Linked DNA regions of Canis lupus: region 1 is linked to region 2. A link is a contact called in public Hi-C data. All regions are on one chromosome and are shown on one strand. The core of a region is the stretch at or near the end of the contact, and the rest is flanking DNA. Distances in the headings are between cores, read along the strand shown. Region 1 holds the start of RIF1 (telomere-associated protein RIF1). Region 2 holds the start of MMADHC (cobalamin trafficking protein CblD).

Region 1 (6,632 bases), core at 1,444-3,943, 1.6 Mb after region 2:
TTGGTGTAGAGATTACGTTTTTTTTTTTTTTTTGAGTGCAGAGATTACTTAAAATCTTTAAAAAAAAAGTAAATAACAATAAATTACTGAGATATTTAACAGGTTTCCAAAAAAAAAAAAAAAAGGAACTATGTCAGCATGAAGGCAGAAGCATTTAATTTCCTTGGGGAGGGGCACTTGGGTGGCTGGTTGAGCGCCTCCCTTCGGGCTGGGGCGTGACCCCGGGGTCCTGATATGAAGTCCCAGGTGGGGCTCCCTATAGGGAGCCTGCTTCTCCCTCAGTCTGGATCTCTGCCTCTCTGTCTCTCATGAATATATAAATAAATAAATATTTTAAAAAATTAAATAATTTTCCTTGGGGAAAGAATAAACGGGAAGGACTTAATAAAAAGGCGTGGTTTTAATCTACTCTGATTTATCACACTTGAAAAAGGGAGTTAATGTTCTATACACAAGGAACACCACAGATCTTCAACGACAGAAGAGTTAGAGATCGTGGTAGACTGTTCAAAACTTGGCTGAGGTGGGGATAAGGGTGGAGATGAAACGTTAGCAGTGGCCCAATCATCACAGGCCTACGTGTTACATCAAAAGTTTTGAAATTTATTCTATGATTGATGGGAAGGATTTCAGTCTCAGTAGTGACAATAATACTATGAAACATTTTAGGAAGATCACAGGACTATGCATTCGAAAGAGGTACAAGCAACATGACCACCCCAACCTCTTCTTTGTAAATGGGATATAAATAGGGAAAAAAATGAATAAAACAAAGTCCCTATACTCAAGGAATTTCCATTCTCACGGATAGAGACACAATAAAATCTAGGTATATAATGCAGTATCAGTGATAGTGTTGGAAGAATAAAGCACAGGAAGGCACAGAAGGACTGGGCGGAGGTACTGTCTTAAGGCAAGCTCAGTGTTTTCAGTAATCTCATAGCCACCATAAAAATATTATGTGTTTTTTTTTTAATATTATGGTTTTAAGATACTCTCTTACTTTCAGTAACAGGTCTACAACCTACAACAGGTCTACTTTACTGAAATCTTATGTTGCCAACTTGTCCATATTTCATTTATTGTGTAATAACTTCTTTACCTTAAGTATCTTGTCTTGCCAAACCCCACAAAATGAGCCCTTTCCCCTCTGAAGCTTATAGAACTCATTATCAGGCTGTGCTGAAAATTTTCTGTATGATTACTTCTACAGTGTCTCTACATTTTACCCAGACTTACAACTCTTCACTGTTTTTTAAGTCTTTAATTTCCATAGCTTGGCTCACAAAATCGGTGTGTCTCCTTCCCTCTCTTCCTCCATTTTTTTTTCTTAAGAAACATGTTCTGTATTGAGCGTTTAGTTTGGCAGACACCTGGCTAGAGGCGGAGAAGGGCAAAATGCAGCACCCACCTCTGCAGCTGAGAGTTGTAGAGTCTGTAAGTGGAGGCTGGAGAGGTGGGGGATCTGAAACCTGTGAGGCCAATGTGGAAGAACCGCTTGCTGCTGAGTCTAAGATGCCACGGGTGTTACGCTATATGTTGGCAAATTGGACTGCAATAAAAATAAAACAAAATAAAAATAAATAAAAATAATAGTGGCATCAGAAAGAAAAAAAGAAAAAAGTAAAGCAAACAACAACAACAAAAAATAAGATGCCCAGTGTGAGGTTGGTCTTATCCTGCGCGATGTGGGCAGGTCTGAGGCCTAGGAAAAGGGAGGGTGATACTTTAATAGTCAAGAGTATACACAGTCCTTTCTCCGCGCCTGAAGTCCCCGCCAAGTCCCACCCTTCAACACCTGGGGCCTACATTAAAGAATGCAGATCTTTGGGAGCTACCTACTGAATCCTCGGAATCACAAGGTCTAAGGGTGGGGCCCAGAAATCTGGCAGTTTAACCACAAATATCCCCAGGCCATTGTTATGAACACTTAAAATGTGAAAACCAAAGGCTTCTTAAAAAAAAAAAAAAAAATTTTTTTTTTTTAAATTTAAATTCAATTAACACCCAGGGCTCCTTTCCTACTTGTTCTCACTTCACTTTCACCTGCCGTGGTTACCTTGACCATCCCTATTTTCCGGAGTTGGAAACGGAGGCCTAGAAAGGTTGGTCATGGGGCATCTGGGCAGCTCAGCGGTGGGTCCCGCAGGGGGCTCCCTGCATAAATAAAACCTTAAAAAAAAAAAAAAAAAAAAGTAAGGTTGGCTAATTTGCTGAAGTCACACAGAGCCAGGGTTGGAATCCACAGCAATCTAAATGCAACTCTAGTCTTTTTTTTAAAAGATTTTATTTATGCATTGAAGAGACACAGAGTTGGGGGGCGGAGACCCAGGCCTGGGGAGCAGCAGGCGCCCTGCGGGGGGCCCGCTGGGGACAGGATCGGGGACCCGGGGTCACGCCCCTGCAGCCACCTCCTCCCGCCAAGTGACGTGGAGGAAAGGACACGCCCCCGCCCGAGCGCCGAGGCCCCGCCCGCGCAGGCGCAGGCGCAGGCGCAGGCGCAGGCGCAGGCGCAGTCCGCAGCCAGAGCCCGCCCCCGGGAGGGGCCCCGCGATGGGCGGGGCCATCGATGACGTCGGCGCGCCGCCGCCCTGTTGGACTCGCTCGGGGCTCCGCGGCCAGGCCTGCCCGACTCCCGCGCGCCCGCGGGCCCGCCCCCGCCGCCATCTTGGTCCCGCCGGGAGCGGGCCGCACGCGAGAGTAAACAGGCCGCGCCGGGGAGTCGCGTTCGGCGGGGTCGGGCGCCGCGGGAGGACACGGCCCTGCTGTGCGTGCGTGGGGTAAGCGCCGGGCCCGCGGGCGGACCTCGGCCCGCCGCCCCGCCCCCCCCCGTGGGGAGCTGCCCGGGAGAGCGGCGGCGGGGCGGCCCGGGCGGGGGCGCGGGGGGCGGTTAGCGGCCCGGACGCGGGGGCGGGAGGCCGGGCGGTCAAGGGGTCGCGTCCTCTTCCGGTCCGTGCGCAGGGCGGCCGACATGACGGCCCCGGCCGGGAGCCCCCTGGCGCCGCTGCTGGAGACGCTCGACGACGCGTCCGCCGCGCCCGGAGAGCAGGCCGACGCTTACCTGGCCCTGAGCAGGTGAGGCTGCGGGGGGCGGGGGCGGGGGTCCCCCGCGGGGGGGGGGGGGCGGGGAGCCCGCACGTGGGCCCCGCCGCCCGAGCCGAGCCGCGCCGCGCCGCGGAAGTTGGCTGGAAGTTCGGTGTCCGGCGGGCGCGGCGGCGGGCGGCTCTGGGCCCCGACGACCCCGGCCTCCGCGCCCTGCAGGTGCCGACGCCCGCCGGGTAACAACTGTTGGAAAACCACGGCCGCTCACTGTAGCGTGTGGCGTCGCGTGGCCCCCTCCGCCCCCCGCCCCCCGCCCCGTGCGTGCGGAAGCCCCCTCGGCGGCCGTTCCTGCGCGTTCGTGTCACGCGCGGTGCCCCGTGGCGCTGCCCTCGGGGGGGGGGGGGTCCTTAGGCCTGGGTGCGGGGCGCCCCGCCGTGCCCTCCGCGCGCCATGTGGGTGAGCTTGTGTCCTCTCTGATTTTAAGTCGAATGACTGGAGAAGATGGGAAAGAAGTCGTTACGGAAATCGAGAAAAGGCTTCCCCAGCTCCTCAGAGTTTTGAAAGTATGTATCCGTTTACTGAATAGTTGTTTTTTTTTTTGGGGGGGTCTATATGTGTGTGGTGGAAAGTTCTAAGCTGACTCCAAAAAAAAAAAGGCTTGGTATAAGAGTGCGATTCCTACAGGGCCGTTTGTGGATTTATTAGGCGCCAAGTACTTCCTTTTTTTTTTTTTTTTTTTTTAAAGATTTATTTATGACAGAGGGGGGGGGGGCAGAGACACAGGCCGGGGGAGAAGTAGGCTCCATGCCGGGAGCCTGATGTGGGACTCGATCCCGGGACTCCAGGATCGCGCCCTGGGCCAAAGGCAGGCGCCAAACCGCTGAGCCACCCAGGGATTTCCGCCCCCCTCCTTTTTTTTTCTTAAGATTTTATTTGTTTATTCATAAGAAAGAGAGAGAGGCAAGCTCCATGCAGGGAGCACGATGTGGGACTCGATCCTGGGACTTCAGGATCACGCCCTGGGCTGAAGGCAGAGGCTCAACCGCTGAGCCACTCGGGCTGCCCCCGCCGATTACTTTCTTGATCACCTTGCGTGTTTTCTCTTCCTTAACCCTCCATCTCCCTGTAAGGGTTCTCTTGAACCCCCACTGCGTAGAACAAATTGGTTTAATCTGCTCTATGTTGCCCAAGGCCACTTGAATACAAAAATCTATGCTTTTGTTTTATTGATTTTATTTTTATTTATTTACTTACTTTAAAAAATGTTATTTATTTATTTATGAGAGAGAGAGAGGCAGAGACACAGGCAGAGGGAGAAGCAGGCTCCAAACAGGGAGCCGGAGGCGGGACTCGATCCCGGGACCGCGGGGTCACGCCCTGGGCGGAAGGTGGCGCTAAACCACTGAGCCACCTGGGCTTCAGGCTTCCCGCTTTTCTTTTTTTTTTCTTTTTTAAAGATTTTATTTTTAAGTAATCTCTAAATCTAATGTGGGGCTCCAAATCCACCTTGAGATCAAGAGACCTACGCTCCTGCCCACTGAGCAAGCCAGGCTCCTCCAAATTTTAAAAGCAGTTATCGGATTATTTCATGTTTGTTTTTTTGTAGGAATGTACTTCTGATAAGTAAATGATTCTTTAATTTTGTCTGATCAATTTTGTGGTGACTTTTTTTTTTTTTTTTAATCTTCACTCACCATCAGTTTTTGCTACTCTTGTTAAAAAACCGTTATTATGGTTATCTTGCTTGTTTGCAGGGAGGTATTGTAGTTTAGCATCAGACTGAGGACATCTGATCCTCAAGTACACAGTGGCTTTGGGACGGTCCTTAACACTTCTAAATTCCTTCTCTGTGTCCATTTATCGATATATCTATATTTTATTTAGTCATGAGATACACAGCGAGAGAGAGAGAGGCAGAGACACAATGTAGGGAGCCTGACTGGGACTCATTCCCAGGTTGCCAGGATCATGCCCTGGGCCAAAGGCAGACGCTCACCCGCTGAGCCCCCACCCCCCCCATCCCTAAATTCATTCCTTCTTTTTAGAATGAAGAAGATGAATTCCATCTCCACAGAGTTCTTATTTCTATGACTTTCTTGCTTTTAAACAGAAGTGTCTGTCATGATATCTAATGTACATTTTAGCACGATTTCCAGCTAAATGTTAGGCATTTAAGGTACTGCCTGCCCAGAAGTATTCCTGTTAGTTAGCAGTGCTTTTTGTTTGTGTAAAGCAAGAACTTTTTTGTGTAGTGTTTTGGGACTTATTAATAATATTATTACACAGTGTTAATTGTAATATCCCATTTTTCTTCGTTATCATATTCGGCATTCCAGTTGTTTATTGGATGTGATGAAAGCATGCATTTTCATAAATTTGGTATTTGAGAAAGTGCAGGATCAGGAACTCTATTGCTTGCACTGTTAATTAATAGAGTTTGTAACTTAAATGTCTGATGAATAATTATTTGGAAGCCTGTGGGTGGTTAGATAGGAAAGTCAACAGAAACTTGACAATCAACAAGAGCTTTCTAGGTGAGTTATTAAGTACTGCAAAGATAATTGAATTCCTTTAGAACAAAAGCCAGGTTAGGTGAACTGTAGCATGTTTCTGTATTGTTTAGAATTCTATTAGTGTTGAGTCTAGGAACCCACAACATTTTTTTTAAGCTTTATTTATTATTAGAGAGAGGGAGAGGGGCAGAGGAAAAGAATATAAAGCAGACTCTGCTGACCCAGACAGAGCCCGACATGGGGCTCCGTCTCGTGACCCTGAGATCATGACCTGGGCCAAAATCCAGAGTTGGGTGCTTAACCAACCAAATCACCCAGGTGCTCTGGAACCCATGACTTTTTTTTTTTTTTTTTTTTTTTAAGATTTATTTGAGAGAGAGCGCACCTAAGAGCTTGGGGGAGGGAAAGAGGGAACTGGGACTCAATCCCAGGACCCTGAGATCATGACCCGAGCTGAAAGCAAGAGTCGGTCACTTAAAGGACTGAACCACCTAGGCATCCCACCCACGACAATCTTGAAGGCAACACAGTTAAAGGTATATATACTTAAAAGTTGATCACAGCTGCTTACTTTCCAAGAGCTAACAGTAGTAGCCCTCAGTCTAAGATGTTTAATACTGTCTTTCTGTGGTTGTCTGAATTGTTTTATTTATTTTTTGTGAATAAGCGATAGAGTTTTATTTTTATTTTTTTAATAGAGATCTTTTTTTAAAATTTTATTTATTCATGAGAGAGAGAGAGAGAGGCAGAGACACAGAGGGAGAAGCAGGCTCCATGCAGGGAGCCCGACGTGGGACTCGATCCCGGGTCTCCAGGATCGCGATCTGGACTGAAGGCAGCGCTAAACCGCTAAGCCACCGGGGCTGCCCGCCATAGAGTTTTATTAAGTGAGGTTACAGAAAAAGTTCTTAGGGAAGTAGGAGGAGTCCCAACAAGGTTTCCCTGGACTGATTGTTTTACTTATTTATTTTTTTTAAGGACTTATTCATGAGGCACACCGGGGGGGGGGGGGGGGGGGGGGGGGAGGGGGAGAGGCAGAGACACAGGTAGAGGGAGAAGCAGGCTCCATGCAGGGAG
Region 2 (6,200 bases), core at 3,630-6,129:
TAGCCTAATATTGTCACACATACTTATGTACTGTTTGTGGCTGCTCTCATGCGGCTGCTCTCATGCCATAATGCCAGAATTAAGTAGTTGTATAGAGACTATATGGCACAGAAAGCCTAAAATATTTACTTATCCGACCCTTTACATTAAAAAACAAAAATGCCGACTGAGTGTAGTAAAAAATATGTAAGAATATTATATTATCTGTGAAATACTATTAAATGATTTGAACAATTAAGAGCTCGAGAGAACAGGAAAAGAAGTTTCATAGAGAACACAAGGTTTTGAAGAAATAGAAATTTGTGGAGGAAAAGGGCATTTCAATGAGCAACTTTCAGAAACAGATGTATAGTCATAAAAGGTATATTCAAAAGAGAGAAATTTAGTAAGGTTAGGTATTTAAGGGATTGCGGTAAAAAACAGACTTGGGGGGATCCCTGGGTGGCTCAGCGGTTTCGCGTCTGCGTTTGGCCCAGGGCGCGATCCTGGAGTCCGGGGATCGAGTCCCACGTCGGGCTCCCGGCATGGGCCTGCTTACCCCTCCTCCTGTGTCTCTGCCTCTCTCTCTATGTCTAGCATGAATAAATAAATCTTTAAAAAAAAAAAAAAAAAAACGGCTTGGAAGTTAAGTTGTGGGTAATCATAAAAGGCTTTATATTTGACACAGTAAAGGGTTTGTTAACAGCAATTCAATAAATCAGAATCCTGATCTGGAGGCAGGGAATAGAATAAACTGACAAAAATAAGGAATGTTTTTAGGAATGTATCACTTAGTGCAGGATGGACTGGAATAGGATTTAAGAATAGACTGGAGTGGTACGAAAATTAGTTACCAGGGTGTGGAAAGACTCTAGCCATTTGATAACTTCAGAATCAGTCTTTTCCCCTTTCACAGAGTACTCTGAATTCCAACCCAGGTGTTCTTTTTTTTTCATCCTAAGTACAAGAGAACATCCTAACTTGTTTTACCTCTCTAGCATAATTTATTAACTTTACCTTCCTTTCTTTTTCAATTCTTTAGTCTCACATAAAAAAAAACCCCACAACACTTCTCATATTTCTCTGCCTTCTTTTATACTGCCTTATGAGTTCTTCTGCTAGAATGCCCCTTTCCCTCTCCTTCTAGGTCTAGCAAATTTCAACTCTGTCTTCAATAACTGGATAAACAGAACTTCCTTAATGTATCTCCAAAGAAGGCAGGTCTCCTGAGCATTCTGGCCATCTGAAAATTTCAGCATCCTTCCTTGGGTCAGGACCCAACCTCCCCAGAGAGATAAATAAAATAATTATTAGATTTTAACTTACTAGACAAACTCAGACTTTGGGTGTTTCTACAATTTACCTCTACAAATAAGACATTTAAGAGAATAATGGCTCAGGATCTTAAAGGCAATATAAAATTTTAAACTCCGAAAATATTTTGGGCAAAGCCTTAAAAATAACCCTCAATAAGACATTATCTGAAGGGGGCAATATTAAATAGTAAATAATCAATAGATGTTAATTACTATGGGACAGATGCTATGCTAAGTGCTTTACATGCACTCTTTTACTTATTCCCACACTTCCATATACTATTAACATTAAAGTATGATTATCAAGCTATTATTTGTGATTAACTACTTCATAAGCAAAAAAGGAAAAGAAAGATAATCCAAATTATTTTAGCAACTGCCTAATATTATTAAGGATTATGATTATTTTAGCCTGGGAGCGCCAAGGCCACTAACTCGTACTTTGGAATTTTTCCTTGATGGTAAAGCATTTAACAAAAGTCATAATAAAATGTGAGTTTTGTTGCCAATCTAAGACAATCTAATCACCAAGTTTCATGTTAATTTTATTTACCAAGTTTCATTTTAACAGCTAAATAAGCCAGTATCTAATTTATCCACTGAAAAGAATAGCTGACAACAGTGTTGATGTCTTTCAAGTTTTCCTTTTAACCTATAGGACAAATTCTTACCTGGCAGATTTTATGACATTGGGTCGGCTGGTAAATATAACTAAAAGTGATAAATATAACTAAAAGTGACAACCAATAAATGACTCAAAAATTAGAGAACAGCCTGTTTATCTCAGTATGAGGATAAGCGTGATTTTGTATATGACTACTTCAAAACCTAAGATTCTAGACTTGGGAAGAAAACAGGTTATTAAAATATAACTTTAAAGTCCTTAGTAGTATAAGGAGAAATGTCTTTTTGACACTCTTTTAGGACTAAGTCCCGTTTTGGGTTATGTGAGCAGAAAACAGGCTCTATAACAAAGACTGAAAGCTTATTATTAAGAAATTCATCCACATTCTAGGAAATTCATCCATACCTATCTTCAGACATTTTTGTGTGGTCCACACAAAAGGAATTTGAGTGGGATGTTATAAGAAATCCTAAGAAATTTGTGTCGGATATAAATATTGAAAAATCACAGATTTCACCGAAAAAGTCCAAATTTTCAGCTATTCTTGAAAACTCAGAAGAGCTCACAGCATTGGATTCATATTCCCAAATGGCTTAAATAACAAATCGTTGTAGCTAAAGAAAGGCTCCTCCTGTTGCCGGATCACAAATGAAAATTGCAGTTTGTCAAAGTTCCCACCAAGGCATCTTGATTTACTGGTCCAGCTTTCAAAGCGGAGACATTTATGACTCTTGCTACCTATGTTACCTACAATGTGGAAGACACACATACTTGCATTCAGTGTTTACAACGCAAACACAAATTTTCAAAAGTATATTTGAATACTGAAACTTTATCGGAACTTCTAACAATAAAAGGATCTATGAAAGCACCTTAGGAAACAGTCACCTTGCTGAGCTAATCCGTTTAAATGAAAACAAAGCCAAGTTAAACATTCGCATTCTATTCTAATTAATGTCTGTTTTGAGAACACCTCAGGCTTCTTTTACAACATTCCCTTCCTGTGCTTTTAAGTAGAAAGTCACCCTAGAGTGGGTCCAAGACAGTGGTCCACGTTTATGACCTGGCCCTGCACTCACATCACTAGACTCTCAACCTACCACGTTCCCTTAGGGGAATACTACCCTGGCTAAAGGCTGCCATCTGTATCCTCCTCACACGGCTCTGATCAAAGGACCACAGCTTTACCAAAGAATCGAATCTAAACCCTGAGCGTGACATGCAAGGTTCCCTGGTCCCAACCTCACTTCCCGCTCTTCCGCGTTGCGCAAGGCGGAAGGGTCTTCTGGAGTTTTTGAAACGGAGGGGAGAGGGACTCTGAAGACCAATCCCCCGCTGTTCCATTAAAATCGCCAATTACCGGGCGGCCCGGGCGGCTCAGCGGTTGAGCCTCTGCCTTCGGGCCAGGGCGTGACCCCGAGGTCCCGAGTCCCGCCGCGTGGGGCTCCCTGCAGGGAGCCTGCTTCTCCCTCGGCCTGTGTCTCTCATGAATAAATAAGTTAAATTAAATTAAAATCTCCAATTATCTGGATCCCAGCGTCTTCTCGGAACTCCGATGAAGTGCTTCTGCGATCGCCTTGGCCCGGAGCTCCGCGGTGAGCTGCATCCCACCGCCCGGCCGCCGCCCACCGGGACTCCCGGGCTACGGGCCCGCCTCCCTGGCGCCCGTCCTGCAGGGTGCGGGAGGTCCCGCTATCCCGGGACGGCTACGAAAACCTTCCCGTGTAGCTAACCCGGGTAATTAAAAAAAAAAAAAAAGCTTAAAGGCAGATTCCGAGTACCCACTGACTACTGTCTTCTGAAAACGTTGCAAGGATCCGGGCACTGGCTTCGTGTCCAAACACGGACTCGCAGGCGCGGGGACCCGGGACCGACGAAAACGTCCGTGTTCGAACCACCCTCGGGGCGCGCCGCGCTGTCCACACCCGCCCCTCCCCCCGCTGCCCGCGACACTTCTCACACAGCGCGTCCGAGCGCGAGAAACAGGCCGCCGAGGCCGCCGTCCCGAAACCCACTTGCCAACCACGGCGGCGTGTACTCACGGTGGCCATTTCCGGCGGGGAGGGCGGACGCCGGCGATCGTCCCTTCCGTGAAGCTCTACCCCTGGGGGACCGACAAAACACAGCAGCCTGGTGACCCACCCGGCGCCAGCTCCGGGGCGCGCCGCCGCCCCGCCCCGACGCCCGCGCGCTCCCCGGAAGTGCACCCCGCCCCCAAGCCCACCCCCGCAGGGCCCCGCCCCCGACGCCCCCGCGCTCCCCGGAAGGGCGCCCCCCCCCCGCAGAACCCCGCCCCCGACGCCGCAGCGCTCCCCGGAAGTGCACCCCCAGCAAGACCCCGCCCCCGACGCCCGAGCGCTCCCCGGAAGTCTGCCCCCCGCGTCCCGCAGGGCCCCGCCCCCGACGCCCGAGCGCTCCCGGAAGTGCGCCCTCCCCCGCGCCCCGCAGGGCCCGCCCCGACGTCCGAGCGCTCCCGGAAGTCCGTCCAGCCCCCAAGCAGGGCTCCACCCCCGAGCTCCCCGGAAGTGCGCGCCCCCCCCACAGGGCCCCGCCCCCGACGCCCGAGCGCTCCCCGGAAGTGCGCCCCACCCCCAACGCCCCCGCAGGGCCCCGCCCCCAAGCCCCCTTCCCCCCCCCGCTCCCGCGAGCAGCTGGGGCCCGGTGACGGCGGGGAAGCAGGAGTCCGTGCCGGCCCGGGACACGGTCCTCAGGGCCGGCGGCTCCACAGCAGCTCCGGACGAGCGCTGGGCCGGGGCTGACGGGGACAGCCTGGCCACAGGGAGCCTGTCGGGGCAGGGGCCATACCGAGCGCGGTGGCCCCCAGACGGGCGCATTCGGAGGGTCCGACACGGTGGAAGCCGCCGCCGCCGCCAGCCGTCCCGGGCCCGCACTGGCTCCGCCGTCAAAATGGCGGCCGCGACGGCAGCGCGGCGAGCGCCTACGCCGGCGGCGACCAGGCCGGAGCAGCGGCTTCCGCACACATCGATGCGGAGGAGCGTCGGCGGGATGATGCGCACGCGCAGGCGCACACCGGGGCCGCCGCCGTGGGCGTCGTGGGTGGACGCGCCCCGCGCCCCCCGCCCCGCGCCCCCCCCCGGCCGGCGCGAGGCTCCCGGTGCTCCGCGTCCGTCCCGGGGCCGGGTGAGAGGCCTCGCGTCGTGCTGCCGCCGGAGGACGCGGGCTCCCGCCGGTCGGGGCGCGGTTGTCAGCCCGCGAGCCGCTGGGCTCGAGCCCGGACGAGCTTCCTGCGCGTCCCGGGCCCTGGGCGGCTCCGTGGCCGGCGCTCACGGCCGCACGGGCAGCTGGACCCGCTCCTCAGGTTCTGACTGAAGTCCATACTTATTTTATTATTTTATCTTACTTTAGGATTTTATTCATTTATTCCTGAGAGGCACGGAGGGAGGCCGAGACGCCGGCGCCCCGCGGGGAGCCCGTCGACCCCGTGACCCGGGTCACGCCCTGGGCCGCAGGCGGCGCTCACCGCTGGGCCCCCGGCACCCTTGAACTTTTTTTTTTTTTAATTTTTAAAAAAGATTTTATTTATTTATTTATTCTTGAGAGACACGGAGAAGCAGGCTCCTCACAGGGAGCCCGACGTGGGCCTCGACCCCGTGACCCGGGTCACGCCCTGGGCCGCAGGCGGCGCTCACCGCTGAGCCCCCGGCACCCTTGAACTTTTTTTTTAATTTTTAAAAAAGATTTTATTTATTTGTTTTTGTTTTAATTTTTATTTATTTATGATAGTCACACACAGAGAGAGAGAGAGAGGCAGAGACGCAGGCAGAGGGAGAAGCAGGCTCCATGCAGGGAGCCCGACGCGGGCCTCGACCCCGTGACCCGGGTCACGCCCTGGGCCGCAGGCGGCGCTCACCGCTCAGCCCCCGGCACCCTCGAACTTTTTTTTTTTTTTAATTTTTAAAAAAGATTTTATTCATTTATTTATTCTTGAGAGACACGGAGACGCAGGCAGAGGGAGAAGCAGGCTCCTCACAGGGAGCCCGACGTGGGCCTCGATCCGGGACCGGGTCACGGCCTGGGCCACAGGCGGCGCTCACCGCTGGGCCCCCGGCACCCTTGAACTTTTTTTTTTTTAATTTTTAAAAAAGATTTTATTTATTCGTTTTTGTTTTAATTTTTATTTATTTATGATAGTCACACAGAGAGAGAGAGAGAGAGAGAGGCAGAGACGCAGGCAGAGGGAGAAGCAGGCTCCATGCACCGGGAGCCCGACGTGGGATTCGATCCGGGACCGGGTCACGGCCTGGGCCGCTGGCGGTGCT

What was found. Hi-C and Micro-C count contacts between places; a contact is called where the count stands out from the background.
Region 1: a contact with region 2 is called in a Hi-C map of blood, with 6 times the contacts expected there. The contact joins the promoter of RIF1 here to the promoter of MMADHC in region 2. A contact is called at or near these places in 7 of 9 Hi-C or Micro-C datasets (amygdala, blood, liver and 1 more).

Annotation. Positions count from the first base shown.
Region 1 is chr19:54,419,931-54,426,562 of UU_Cfam_GSD_1.0, forward strand. RIF1 (telomere-associated protein RIF1) reads left to right here and starts at 2,694. Exons shown (of 35, transcript XM_038565196.1): 1 at 2,694-2,780; 2 at 2,962-3,075; 3 at 3,527-3,605. The coding sequence starts at 2,972. It overlaps LOC102153280 (a long non-coding RNA gene), which reads right to left and starts at 3,117. Exons shown (of 3, transcript XR_005374335.1): 1 at 3,062-3,117; 2 at 2,060-2,172; 3 at 1,250-1,552.
Region 2 is chr19:52,825,399-52,831,598 of UU_Cfam_GSD_1.0, forward strand. MMADHC (cobalamin trafficking protein CblD) reads right to left here and starts at 4,880. Exons shown (of 8, transcript XM_038565188.1): 1 at 4,726-4,880; 2 at 3,963-4,024. The coding sequence starts at 3,971.